Linked DNA regions of Sus scrofa: region 1 is linked to region 2. A link is a contact called in public HiChIP or PLAC-seq data. All regions are on one chromosome and are shown on one strand. The core of a region is the stretch at or near the end of the contact, and the rest is flanking DNA. Distances in the headings are between cores, read along the strand shown.

Region 1 (6,409 bases), core at 3,841-6,340, 150 kb after region 2:
CTGTAAACCCAGTCACTTGCAAGGCTTTGGTGATGATGAGCATCAATACAGTTGCCCCCACCCCCAACCCGATCTGCAGGAGATGCCTCCCAAGGCCCCGAGTGGATGCCTGGAACTGCGATGGTACTGAACCCTGTGTGTGTTATGTTATACAGTGCTTTTTCCTGTGTAGTTAGTAGACCTGGCGCCGTAGGAGAATATGCGAGTTCCCGGCATCACTGCTTTTCACTTGGGGCCTCGATTAAGTAGAATACGGGTTCCTTGAATTGCAGGCATTGCGATGCCGTAGGTCCATCTGGTAACAAGACGTTACTAAATGACTAGTGGGCCAGGTACCCGGAACGAAGGGGTGGTTCCCCCGAGGGCAGGACAGATCTGGATGGTGCAGGCTTTCATCACGCTACCCACCACGTCATGCAGTTTAAAACTTAAGAATGATTTACCTCCGGAATTTTCCATTTAATATTTTTGGACTGTGGTTGACTGCAGACATTGAGACCACAGAGAGCAAGACTGTGGATAAAGGGGTACTGTTGGCCTTTTTTTTTGCTTTTTTTTTTTTTGCTCTTTTTGCTTTTTAGGGCCATACCTGAGACATATGGAGGTTCCCAGGCTAGGGGTTGAATTGGAGCTGCAGCTGCCGGCCTACACCACAGCCACAGCAGCACAGGATCCGAGCCATGTTTGTGACCTACACCACAGCTCATGGCAACGCCTGATCCCCGACCCACTGAAATGAGGCCAGGGATCAAACTCGCATCCTCATGGATACTAGTTGGATTCGTTTCTGCGGCGCCACAATGGGAACTCCATGGACTGTTGTGCTTTCAATGTCCCATGTCATGTAGCCATGTTAACTACTGAAGTCTGAACTCGTGGAATGTTCCTTTTCATCCTTTGGTGAATCACAATGAACAGGGCTGTGACATAGAGAAAGAAGCCATGGTGGGAAGGGTGGGATGAGTACATTGTAGAAATGACGTTATCAGTATCCAAGTAATGACAGGTTAGATATTTGTATGAATTGACTTTTGTATTATAAAAGCTTACAATAATTGAGAACCATCTCAAAATGTTAGACTAATACAGATACTCAGCCTCACTGACATATAATATTTATTCAATATGTTTTTCTTTAACCAAGTCTTTTATGAATCTTAGGCCACAAAACCATATTTTGAATTCAATAACTAGGATAAAATCTACATGTTTCTCCTTTTCTCTCGTAGCTTTGCTCTGCAGATCTTGAAAGCAAAGCTGACTTGGTTTATAGTTGACTCATTTCTTTCTGAATCAGTTCATCTTTTTGAATGAAAATGCGTGTATTGATTTTTAAAAAAAATGTCTAGCCATCATTTGGATTTCATAACCAGTTTGCAAAATATCATTTATAAAATTGCTGCAAAGAATTTGGCTCTATCAACATTTTAGAATGCCTCTGTCATGTCAGTTCAGTGGAGGACATCAAAGTTTCAAATCTTTTGCTTTATGAGAAAAATGGTTCTGTTAGTTTCTTTCTTTCTTTTTTTTTTTTTGTCTTTTTAGGGCCGCACCCTCGGCATATGGAGTTTCCCAGGCTAGGGGTTGAATCAGAGCTGTAGCCGCCGGCCTACACCACAGCCACGGCAACATCAGATCCTTAACCCACTGAGCCACAATGGAAACTCCTTTCTGTTAGTTTCCACTTGTATTTGAATAAGAAACAAATGAGCCTTTGCTGAAGGTAGCCATCATTTTGAGCCTTAAACTCTTCCTTTTAGGGAGGCAGTTTTTCCACCAGATAGAATTTTCAAAATACGTGCGCCATCTTGGCAGCTAAGACTGTTTTGAGGAGCATTTTCACACATTTTTGCAACTTGGAAGCAGACACTAAAAATGTGTTTGATTACACTGGTTTCTGCCAAAATAGTTAAAACATCGTTGAAGAAATTGTCTTTGGAAGCAAATGTCTTGGCTTGGAAATATTTGCGTGTTTTGACAATTTCAGTATGGAGTTTGCTTTCGCCCAACTGCAGTGTCACGCGCTGTGAGTAAAGGGTGCAAGGAATGGTCCTCTCCCTGGTGCAGGCACTTCCGATCACGTGGGGCTGGGACCAGCTGAACCTCGTGCGCAGGTGCACTGAGGCTCTCAGCATCCCAGAGGGGAGGAAGCCGTAGGGTTACGGATGGAATACAGATCACCACCTCCCGGCTTTGTTCTAACCTTCCAACGTTAAACTTCATTCTTGAAATAAGTCCGCTAAAAAAGTCGGGAAGTTCCTGTTGTGGCTCAGCGGATTAAGAACCTGACTAGTACCCATGAAGATGCGAGTTTGATCCCTGGCCTCGCTTAGTGGGTTAAGGATCCTGTGTTGCTGTGAGCTACAGAGTAAGTCGAAGATGCGGCTTGGATCTGGCATTGCTGTGGCTGTGGCGTAGACTGGCAGCTGCAGCTCTGATTTGACCTCTAGGCTGGGAACTTCCATATGCTGCAGGTGTGGCCCTAAAAAGAAAAAGGAAAAAAAAAGTTGGGAGGCAGAAGAATCTTAAGATCACCTTTTCCAACCTGCTGCCTTCATCCTGTTAACACCTGAACTCTCTCAGGTTATACATGCTCTCGTTTATTTAAAAAAAAAAAAATATGTGGAGTTGCAATTCCTTTGACAATACTCTTGGATAATGCTCCCCGCCAGTAGGGATTTTGTGCTCGGCAGGAAGACCCTTTGACGAACTCCATTTCCGTATCCATCATGGGTCCCTTAAATCCATTTTTGCTGCTGTGAAGCAAGCTGTTTCATCAATGGAGAAAACTCTTCCCGAAATGTTGTAGGGAGTTGCTACAGCTTTGCAGCAGCAGAGACAAGGAGGCTGAGGAGCTCTGCATCAGAAGACTTGCTTTTCACCCCATCTGTGAACTAGGATGGTTTCTTTCTTTTTCTTTCTTTTTTTCCCTTTTTAGGGCCGCACCTACAGCATAAGGAAGTTCCCAGGCTAGGGGTCAAATTGGAGCCACAGCTGCTGACCTACACCACAGCCACAGCAGCACCTCATCTGAGCCACATCTGCAACTTAACGCTACAGCTGGTAGCAATGCCGGATGCTTAACCGACTGAGTAAGGCCAGGGATCAGACCTGCATTCTCATGGATTTCGTCCGCTTCTTAACCCACTGAGCCTCAAGGGGAATTCCTAGGATAGTTTCTTATTCTGAGCGTTTAATGAAGGGGGAGCACGTGGGAGAAAGACTTAGGAGGCTGTAGGCGCTGTGTAGCTTGGATATCACCACTGCTTCTTAGAAAAGAGGACACAGGAGTTCCTGTTGTGGCTCAGTGGTTAATGAACCCTACTAGCATCCATGAGGATGAGAGTTCGATCCATGGTTTCGCTCAGTGGGTTAAGGATCCGGTGATGCGGTGAGCTGTGGTGTAGGTTGCAGGTGCAGCTCGGAACCCAAGTTGCTGTGGCTGTGGCGTAGGCCGGCGGCTACAGCTCTGATTGGACCCTTAGCCTGGGAAGCTCCATATGCTGTGGGTGAGGCCCTAAAAAGACAAAAAAACCCAAGAAACAAAAAACGAGGACACCTCTTGTGACCATCTTTTTTCTTTCCTTGGACCTTAGACTTAATTCGTCCACACCAGCAAAGGGCTGCCGCCTCCCTTCTCCCAGTCCATCCATCTTACCGTTTCTGCAGCAGATGTTTATTGAATACCTATTATGTATATTTCCCTAATTCCATAATTAGCTTAAAATTCTGTCCACCTGTTGGAACAGAACTAACCCCTGGGAGGATCCAGGTCTCAGAAACCAGTGTGCTTCTCTGCAGCTCAGGGCAGACGGCCAATTGCAGCAGCTCCCGAAGGAGAGCGGGGATGCCCTACTGGTCTGTGGGTCAAGGGTGTGAGCCTAGCCTAGCGAGGGGGCCCCTATGAACCCTGACGCTCATCACTTTCTCGGCGACACCCAGTGTGGGTCCCTCTGTGTAGCAGCTGCTTGGCCAGGACTTGACCTCAGTCGTAGGGCTGCCCGGGACCCCTCGCAGACCGTCCCCAGCAGGGCCTGTGCTCAGAGGGGGTACCCCCAGGGCTCCTGACCCGTGGGAAAGTCAGGCTGAGCCATAGGGGTAGATTTCTTTTTTCTTTTTCTTCCTTTTCTTTTTTTGCTCTTTTTAGGACTGCACCCTTGGCATATGGAGGCTCCCAGGCTAGAGGTTGAATCAGAGCTGTAGCCCCTGACCTACACTACAGCTACCTCAGTGAGGGATGGGAGATGCATCTGTGATCTACAGCACAGCTCACAGCAATGCCAGATGCTTAATCCAGTGAGTGAAGCCAGGGATCAAACCTGTGTCCTCATGGATTACTAGTCAGATTTGTTTCAGCTGAGCCATGACGGGAACTCCTAAATTTCTTTTCTAAATACGAAGGAATGAGAGATTCCCCCTCTCTCGCAGGTTCTGAACTGTAACTGAGGAGACAGGTACCAGCTCCCTTTCAGGGACCCCAGACAAGCCCGGTCCCCACCTTTGGCCTCAGCTTCTTTACCAGCGAAACGAGGGGCCTCCAGAGGGCTACCAGCTGTGATTTCCCCAGAATCCTTTATCCTTCCCTCTGTTTAAGAGTCTCTCCACACGGAACTTCTTAGTTCTCTTAACCTCAGATGCTGCCTTTCCCAGTGTTACCCATCCACTGTATAAACAGTAAACTCGAGCTCCCTGGTGGCTCACTGGGTTAAGGATCCACCTTTGTCACTGTGGTGGCTCCAGCCGGCTGTAGTGCAGGTTTGATCCTGGCCTGGGAACTTCTGCATGCCACTGGTGTAGCCAAAAAAAAAAAAAAAAAGGTAAATATGATTAAACTTTTAAATCTTGTCAGTAAATTAAAATTATTTTTTAAAAAGCTGCCTTCTTGGCCTTGCAGAGAACAAAATGCAAATGCGAAAAATCCCTCAGGGAGTGTGTGACTCAGCTTTGGAAGCTGGCTCCTGGTGTGGTCTCATGCCAGAACCATGACAGCATCTGTAAAAATAGGGTGTTGCTGCCGCCCAGTCGTCTGGTGGCATTGACTTTGCTCCCAGGACTTTCACATCTGCGGCCTCAGCTGACCAGCTCCCGGAGGCTGGGGCAGTTCACGTGGCAGGAAGTGGGCAGTCTGCAGACTCCAGTGTGCGCCCTGGGGTGGGGTGGGTTGGCTCCTGCTCTTTCATTGAGAAGATGTTTCTAGGCATCGCCCTGGGTTGGGGTTATGAAGTTGATTCACAAGAGATGACTCCACTGAAGCTTAGGTAACGGTGGGCTCTCTCTGAGTGACCCTTGGCCGGGGCTCAGTGCCAGGCATCCAGGGCAGTGTTGGGGGTCAGTGATTGCTGCAAATTGAGGGGAATTGGAAGACATTTACTTCCTAAGGGGACGAGGTTTACACAAGAGGCTGAAACTCATTCAAGCCAGTGAAAACACGCCATGTGTTCCTGATCTTTGGTACTTTTCACCCCTCCCTTCCCCTCCCTCTCGGCCCCTCCCTCCCCCCTTCTTCCCTTCTTCCCTCCCACTCCCTCCCCTTCCTCTCTCCCTCCCCCTTCCTCCCCTTTCCTCCCCCTTCTTTTCTTCCTTCTTCCCTCCGTCCCAGTCCCCCCCCAGCCTTCTCCCTCCCCTTCACCTCCTCCCCCCTCCTTCCCCCTCCCCTCCCCCTCTCTCCATCTCCCCCACCCGCCTTACTCAGCACATCCTGCGGAACGCCAGGTCAGGCCAGGTTGTGCAGGGTGAGGGGAGACTGAGGGGAGCAGTAGAAAGGCAGAAGTAGGGTAGGGAAGTGAGGGTGTATCATACTTTGTTTCCCATGGAAGAGGTCCTTCTGGAAAATTGAGGGTGAGGGGAAGCAGAGGGGTCAGGGCAGAAGAGGCACCAGCCTGCCTTGGGGTGGCAGCTGGCAGTGCCCTGGATGGAGCCCTCCTGCTGGTTGTTTGTGTTTGATGCTCCTGGTGGGCTGTGGGGGAGGGGCCTCAAGTCACAGGTCCTGCTCCTGAAATTGTGGGCAGGGCACAGTGCTCAGCCCATCCTGAGAACCACGCCAGGAGGTAGACATTGTCATGGCATCATTTACATTTTAAAAATGAGGAAAATCGATTTTAGAGAGACGATGTGAATATGATAGAGCGCTGGGTCTTTTTGAATTGTTAGAGTTGATTTACAGTCTTCCCTTGGTTTCAGGTATTCAGCAAAGTGATCGCTTATACGTATACTTTCTATATGCTTATGTATATCCTTTTTCAGATCATTATCCATTATACGTTATTACAAGATAGGGTATAGTTCTCTGTGCTGGACAGGAGGCCCTTGTGTTTATCTATTTTATTCATGGTAGTTTGTATCTGTTAATCCCAAACTCCTGAGGATCCCTCCCTGCCCCTTCCCCCTCTGGTAACAGCAAGTTTGTTTT
Region 2 (6,564 bases), core at 1,646-4,145:
GAGAAACAAGCATATTGGAGAGCGAGTGAACCCTAATTATTTATGGTGTGGTCTATTCTGGTGTCTTGCTTTGGTCTTTTACTTCTGAGTGAACATAGGCAACTGGTTTGCTGAATGAGAAGAACACAGCGAGTTATTTGCTGCAAAGAAGACTGCAGTGTTCTGATTTATATTCCAGACTCCTTCCTTCTAAAACATACTTGTTACCAGGATAGTCCAGGCACTGGACTAAAAAAAAAAAAAAATCACATTACTTTGCAGCTTACCACCGTCAGCAGGAATAAAAGCATTTATTTACAAATAAGAGATATTTCTTTATTATGGTTTATGCTAGAAATTGCCCTTGTCACTGACTTTCTTTGATGTCTGTCATGAATTATCCGGCATATTTATCATGGACTGTAAATCATTTTTAGTAGCTTAGCATAAAAGATACAGGACATCCCTCTTGTCTTTCCTGTCAATATAAGAAAACTAACATACACACTGTTTCTATAATTATTATATGTTATTATATTATTAACATTAATTGGCTATCATTATAACCTGAAATTCTGCTGTCTGAGCCTATCATTGTAAGATTTTGTTTTCTCAACGCATTCTTTCTTGTTTTTAAAAAATTTTAATTTAATTAATTTATTTATTTTTGGCCACACCCACGGCCATCCCAGAAGTTTCTGGGCCAGGGATCAAACCCACACCACAGCAGTGCAGCGACCTGAGCCGCAGCAGTGACAACACCAGAACTCCTCAATACATTGTTACTTTAAAAAATTGGGGGAGTTCCCGTCATGGCGCAGTGGTTAACGAATCCGACTAGGAAACATGAGATTGCGGATTTGATCCCTGCCCTTGCTCAGTGGGTTAAGGATCCAACGTTGCCGTGAGCTGTAGTGTAGGTCGCAGAGGTGGCTCGGATCCTGAGTTTCTGTGGCTCTGGCATAGGCTGGCGGCTATGGCTCCGATTCGACCCCTAGCCTGGGAACCTCCATATGCCGCAGGAGCAGCCCTAGAAAAGGCAAAAAAAAAAAAAAGACAAAAAAAAAATTGATGTTGTAATTCCCTGGTGGTTCAGTGAGTTAAGGATCACTGTAGCCCCTACCAAAATACTGATGGCGTTTCTCATAGAAGTAGAAAAAATACTTAAAAAATTTGTATGGAAACAGAAAAGCATTGTCACTGCGGTGATGAGGGATCGATGCCTGGCCCAGGAACTTCTGCATGCTGTGGGTGTGTAGCCAAAAAAAGAAAAGGAAAGAGAGTATTAAAAAAATAAAATTGATGATGTTAAGTGTGAAAATGAGATCACTAATGTGAACCCAAGAAATTCTGTTCTATACATTTTAGACTTAATTGACAAGGAAGGGATGTTATTTTGGTCCAAGAGAATGGGTATTTTTCCAGTGATCTGGAAATGTATTGGTTATCCCCAGACAACTGTAAAAAGTGTTTCATTATTATTCTTTATGAAAGCTGAGTGGCAGATTTCTTATTTATCAATAACTGCATATATATGTATATATGACTAAGAACCCTCTTCAGTTAAGAAAAAAGGCATCATGTTCGGTTTTCCACGGAAACGCTGAGTAAATGCTTTTTCTCCTCTCATCAGGACAGTGTGATTCTACTCATGGGCTTGGTGACAGAAGGAAATGAGAACTGTTCCAGCCGTAGTGGTCATTTTCAGTTCAGTTTTATGGCCTACTGGTGTATATGTGAATGGTCAAAATCTTGCCTTTTTGCTGTGTAAACTAACCTTGATGCCAGTTGAATTGAAAGCTGGAGTGTAAAGGTTTCTGGGAACTTTGTCCCTTTGGTACGGAGTGGTTTTCAGCTGGCTTTGAGATTCTGCAGAAACTTGATTTCAGGTTTCATCTGCTCATGTGGCTTCATGGTCAGTTGTATAACAAGTGACCTTTAACTGGGCTCCATCGTGATAGTGTTACATTGTAGCTAGTTATAACAACATTGGTCTGGGCTTTCTCTTTGCTCTTAAAAAATGAAATAGGCTTAATCCGGTAATGAGTGTTAGTTAAGATTGTGTTGGGCTGTTTGGAGCCGAAAACAGATGATGTCCTATCCCTCATTACCCGAAATCATCATTAAGCCAGAAGAGTAAGCATCTTCACATCGCTCCAGTAAAAAGTGTGCTTTTTTTTCCTTGGGGACTGAGAGGCCCCAGCTAGGACGGCCAGGCTGTAGGGCACCTCAATTTGGCGGTAGGATCCAGACTCCTATTATTTCTTCTCTGCCACTTGTGGTACATCATATGGTCATTCTCTCATTACAAGATGGCTGCTGCTCTTCCACCCTTTGCATTTCATTTCCACACGGGAAGAAGAGGAAGTGCAAGGACAAAGATCCAAAGATGCAGACTGGTTGATTCTGCCTCCTTTTGAAGAGCTTTTTTTAGAAGCCCACTGAGCACTTTTAGCTTATATTTCACTGGCCAAAACTGTTACAGGGGCCACTGCTGTCTGCAAGGTAGACTAGGAAAATACATACATTTCAGCTGGCCTCATTTAGTTCCTGAACAGAATTGAAGTTCTGTTGGTAAAGAATAAGGAGAGAATTGGAGTTCCTGTCGTGGCTCAGTGGTTAACGAATCCATCTAGGAACCATGAGGTTGCGGGTTCGATCCCTGGCCTTGCTCAGTGGGTTAAGGATACAGCATTGCCGTGAGCTGTGGTGTAGGTTGCAGACGCAGCTCGGATCCCGAGTTGCTGTGGCTGTGGTGTAGGCCGGCAGCTACAGCTCCGATTGGACCCCTAGCCTGGAAACTTCCATATGCTGAAGGTGAAGCCCTAGAAAAGGCAAAAAGACCAAAAAAAAAAAAAAAAGAAGAAGAGAGAATGGATATTGCGTTTGCAACCGGCAATGTCTGTCCTGAAATTGGAAACCTAAAGTCTGGACACGTTAATAACCATAACACGTATTTGACTTCACTGTAGTCGGAGAGAATAGCTGAGAGTCCAAGGATTTTCCAGATGACATAGTTGAGTATTTTATAGTGTTATTATTACATGGATTTGAAAAGTAATTGATACCAAATAATTAGGGTTTAAATTGACTGAGGAATTTGTTCATTGCCTTACAGCATAAGAAACACATATCAGTTCAGGAATGTCACCAGTTATTAGATACTCTTGGTGAATTTAACTTTGAACCCAAAATATCACACTCATGCTACTTTAGTCTTTGTCGTGTTGTTGTTGCTGTCCTGATTGAGCCTTGTACAGTTTTTCCAACAAGTTAGTCAACTCAGTTTAGTTAAGAATTTCAAAAAAAGCTGTATACTTTTTTCTTTACTTTTGTTAAATTCAGAAAAATTAAAACAAAATTTTTAGAGTTGAGGAAGACATTTTTATTTAGGAATAAAAATCAAAATGAGTGTCACCTTAATACAATAGGGTAGCCTATTTATCATATAAAATGTAAATAATGTTCCATAGCAGAAGTTCCTAAACAGGACAGTACATCAGAATCACCAGTGGAGACTAAAAATGCTTTTGCCCAGCCCTCAGCCAGTTCTAATTCAGAATCTTTTGAAGTGGGGCCTAGAGAGCTGTATTTTAAAACAAACTTTCTGATTTTTTTAAAAATTATTTTTATTAGAGTACCGTTGATTTACAGTGTGGTGTCAATTTCTTCTGTACAGTACACTGACCCCGACAAGCTATATGCTTTTTCAGACTTTTTATTGGAGTAATGTAAAGGTACTTGTTTTTCTGGCTTAATGATGATTTCAAGTAATAAGTGATTTGTAAGTCAAGGTGGTGAGAAGAACTCAATGTTCTAATGTTATTCTGCAGCCAGGCAGAGGCGTTTGTATGTTTCTGCCTTTGGGTCTAGGAGCCTGGGTCTTTGGGAGCTGGAGAGCTTGAACTGAGCCTGTTCATGAGACTGGGATTGGAAGAACTTTGAAAGTTGCAGAGGGGACACAAAAGATGGAATATCTGGGCTGTCCCATGTTCCTTTTTTTTTGATCATTAATATTCAGATTTTATTTCCTTTCTCTCAAGCTCTGATTTAAGTAAATGTTATATAACTCATTTAATCTTCACTATAACATTTTGAAATACTGTTATTATCCCGTATTTTACAGAGAGAAAATGAAGCAAAAAAAAAAAAAAAAGGTTAAACGTTTTTCTTTAATTCACAGAGTTGGAAAGTATCAAGGAAGACATAGTAGTTGTAAAAAAAAAAAAATCTCAAAATTGAAATAGCTAAGATTTCATGGAGGAAAACAGCACCAACAAGCTTCTTGTTTCTGTAATTTTTTTTTCCCCCAAAAAGTGGCACAAATCTTCCTAGTAAATCTTTTTTAGAAGAAAGACAAACCCTTTTAAACCCATGTCTAACAGAGGATTGGCGTTTTCTGGAATCCCAGTATCTAAGTTTGCTGGAACCTGACTAATTAAAAAATACATGTATATTGGAATATAGTTGACTGTTGACTGTGTTCTTTCCTGTTTTAGCTCCACAACTGAGTGTAAAAATGTATAAAACTCACTAAGGTTATTTGACTCCATAAGCCTGATGAATTGAGTGAGAAGCATTGTGGTTTTCAGCGTTTGGTATTTCACATGAATTAAAAAGCAACCCAGACGCTTCTGTTACCTGGGGCTCCTCTCTCTACAGTGACTTTCTTTTTGGGTATTCTAATAATCTAGGTTCATTTTATTTTGGGGGGCAATTTCTTTTTTAAAAAATTGCGTGGGAGTATGGTTGATTTCCAGTGTGGTGTTAGTTTACCACGGCTTTTGAAGAAGATCTGTGTCCATTTCTCAGCCCTTAGTAATTTATACAGATCTCATTCTGCTTACGACCGGAGGGGAATTTCAGGCAGCAGTCCGTTTGCTGAACTGTGTCATTATTTCTGTAAGTGATCAAATAAGGCTTTTTACAATTTATATATTTGTTTATCCCTTTAATACAATTTTCTCAGCTATGTTTTCCACCCTACTTTCTCCTCTCTTAGAAGAGGGAGCAAACAGTTCTGCTTGGGTTGGGTGTTGGGAAAAGCTGTGTCCTGACAGTCAAATAGGATTTTACCCCCGGAAAGGGTGCGGGTACCAGGAGGGGAAACCTCAGGACAGCTGCACTTCTTGTACAGCCACAGAACCTTCTTTGAAACTTTGGCTGAAGTGCATGATCAGTTTTAGACTTTAGCGAACGTTAGGGCTGGGCTGAGGGTCTGGGAAGATGGATGTGGGCTCCGTGGACCAGACTGAAAAGAGCCTGGGGGGCCGCGGCTCGCACCAACTTTGGGGAGTCTTCTCTAGGCAGGGAGGGGAACTCTCATGGCTCCTGGCAGGATGTTACCAGTGGGATCGGCCTCAGGAGGATAACTGCTAGCAGTGTGGAGGGCTGAGTCGGGAGTGCGGCTCAGGAAACCAGGAGACAGAGCAGGGGGCCAGGGCACAGGGAGAGGCGAGGGATGGAAGGGAGGCTGGTCCCAGAAAAACCTCGGGAATGGACAGCACAGCAGACAGGTCATCTCTGTGGGTGGCGTCTGAAAAGGATGCAACAGCTTCTCTGTTGAATTTCTGGTTCAAGAAACCAGGAGTGTTTCCTTTTTAATTTGTAAACAATCCGTAGTCTGTGGTCATTAAAAAATACGGTATTGAAACAGCTTATTTTCTTTTTTAAAAAATTGAGGTAGGAGTTCCTGTCATGGTGCAGTGGTTAACGAATCTGACTAGGAACCATGAGGTTGCAGGTTCGATCCCTGCCCTTGCTCAGTGGATTAAGGATCTGGCATTGCCGTGAGCTGTGGTGTGGGTCACAGACGTGGCTTGGATCCTACATTGCTGTGGCTCTGGTGTAGGCTGGTGGCTATGGATCCAATTCGACCCCTAGCCTGGGAACCTCCGTATTCCGTGGGAGCGGCCCTAGAAATGGCAAAAATAGACATACACACACACACACACACAAAAAAAATTGAGGTATAATTGGAGCTTCTATTGTGGCTTATCGGGTTAAGGACCGGATGTTGTCTCTGTGAGGATGCTGGTTCGATCCCTGGCTTTGCTCAGTGGGCTAAGGATTCAGCGTTACTCTGGCTGTGTCGGCCTGCAACTCCCATTCTACCCTTGGCTGGGAAACTTCCATATGCTGCAGGTGTGGCCATAAAAAGAAAAATTTAAAAAAAATTGAGGTATAGTTGACATAACATTAGAAACAAATTTTTAATATTAATCATTGTTAGACCTTCCTTGTTAGAGAAATGGAGCCAGTGCTGTTTTGCTTGACCTCAGAAATGCAGCAGTAGTGTGACCTAGAAACCTGGAATGTTCTATTTAACTCTACTGTATTCTTGTTGGGAATCCTCCGGGCGTGGTTTATATTACTGTAGAGCAGTGAATCTGTTATCTAAAAGCAAATAAAGTGATTGGTTTCAGATCCTTTTTTTTCTTTTTAAGTATAGTTGATTTCCAATGTTGTGCCAGTTTCTGCTATATAGCAGAGTGACCCAACGATTCACACACACACACACACTCTCTCTCTCTCTTCCTTTCTCATATTATCTTCCATCTTGTTCTATCCCAAGAGACTGAATGT

What was found. HiChIP or PLAC-seq counts read pairs in DNA pulled down with a chosen protein or histone mark.
Region 1: an H3K27ac HiChIP or PLAC-seq map of skeletal muscle shows a contact between it and region 2. The contact joins two enhancer-like sites. A contact is called at or near these places in 2 of 47 Hi-C or Micro-C datasets (embryonic fibroblasts and skeletal muscle) and 1 of 2 datasets of contacts at active chromatin or transcription factors (skeletal muscle).

What each region holds. Positions count from the first base shown.
Region 1 is chr7:29,074,546-29,080,954 of Sscrofa11.1, forward strand. The region is part of intron 9 of DST (dystonin); the gene reads left to right. Among named protein-coding and RNA genes, the nearest start is that of DST, 270 kb to the left of the region's middle. Within about 2 kb of position 5,091, at least 55 of the 83 cell types and tissues checked have an H3K27ac peak or open chromatin away from gene starts, as enhancers often do. A contact at or near this core is called in skeletal muscle, where this site is marked.
Region 2 is chr7:28,923,211-28,929,774 of Sscrofa11.1, forward strand. All of the region lies in intron 4 of DST (dystonin), which reads left to right. Among named protein-coding and RNA genes, the nearest start is that of DST, 110 kb to the left of the region's middle. Within about 2 kb of position 2,896, at least 3 of the 83 cell types and tissues checked have an H3K27ac peak or open chromatin away from gene starts, as enhancers often do. A contact at or near this core is called in skeletal muscle, where this site is marked.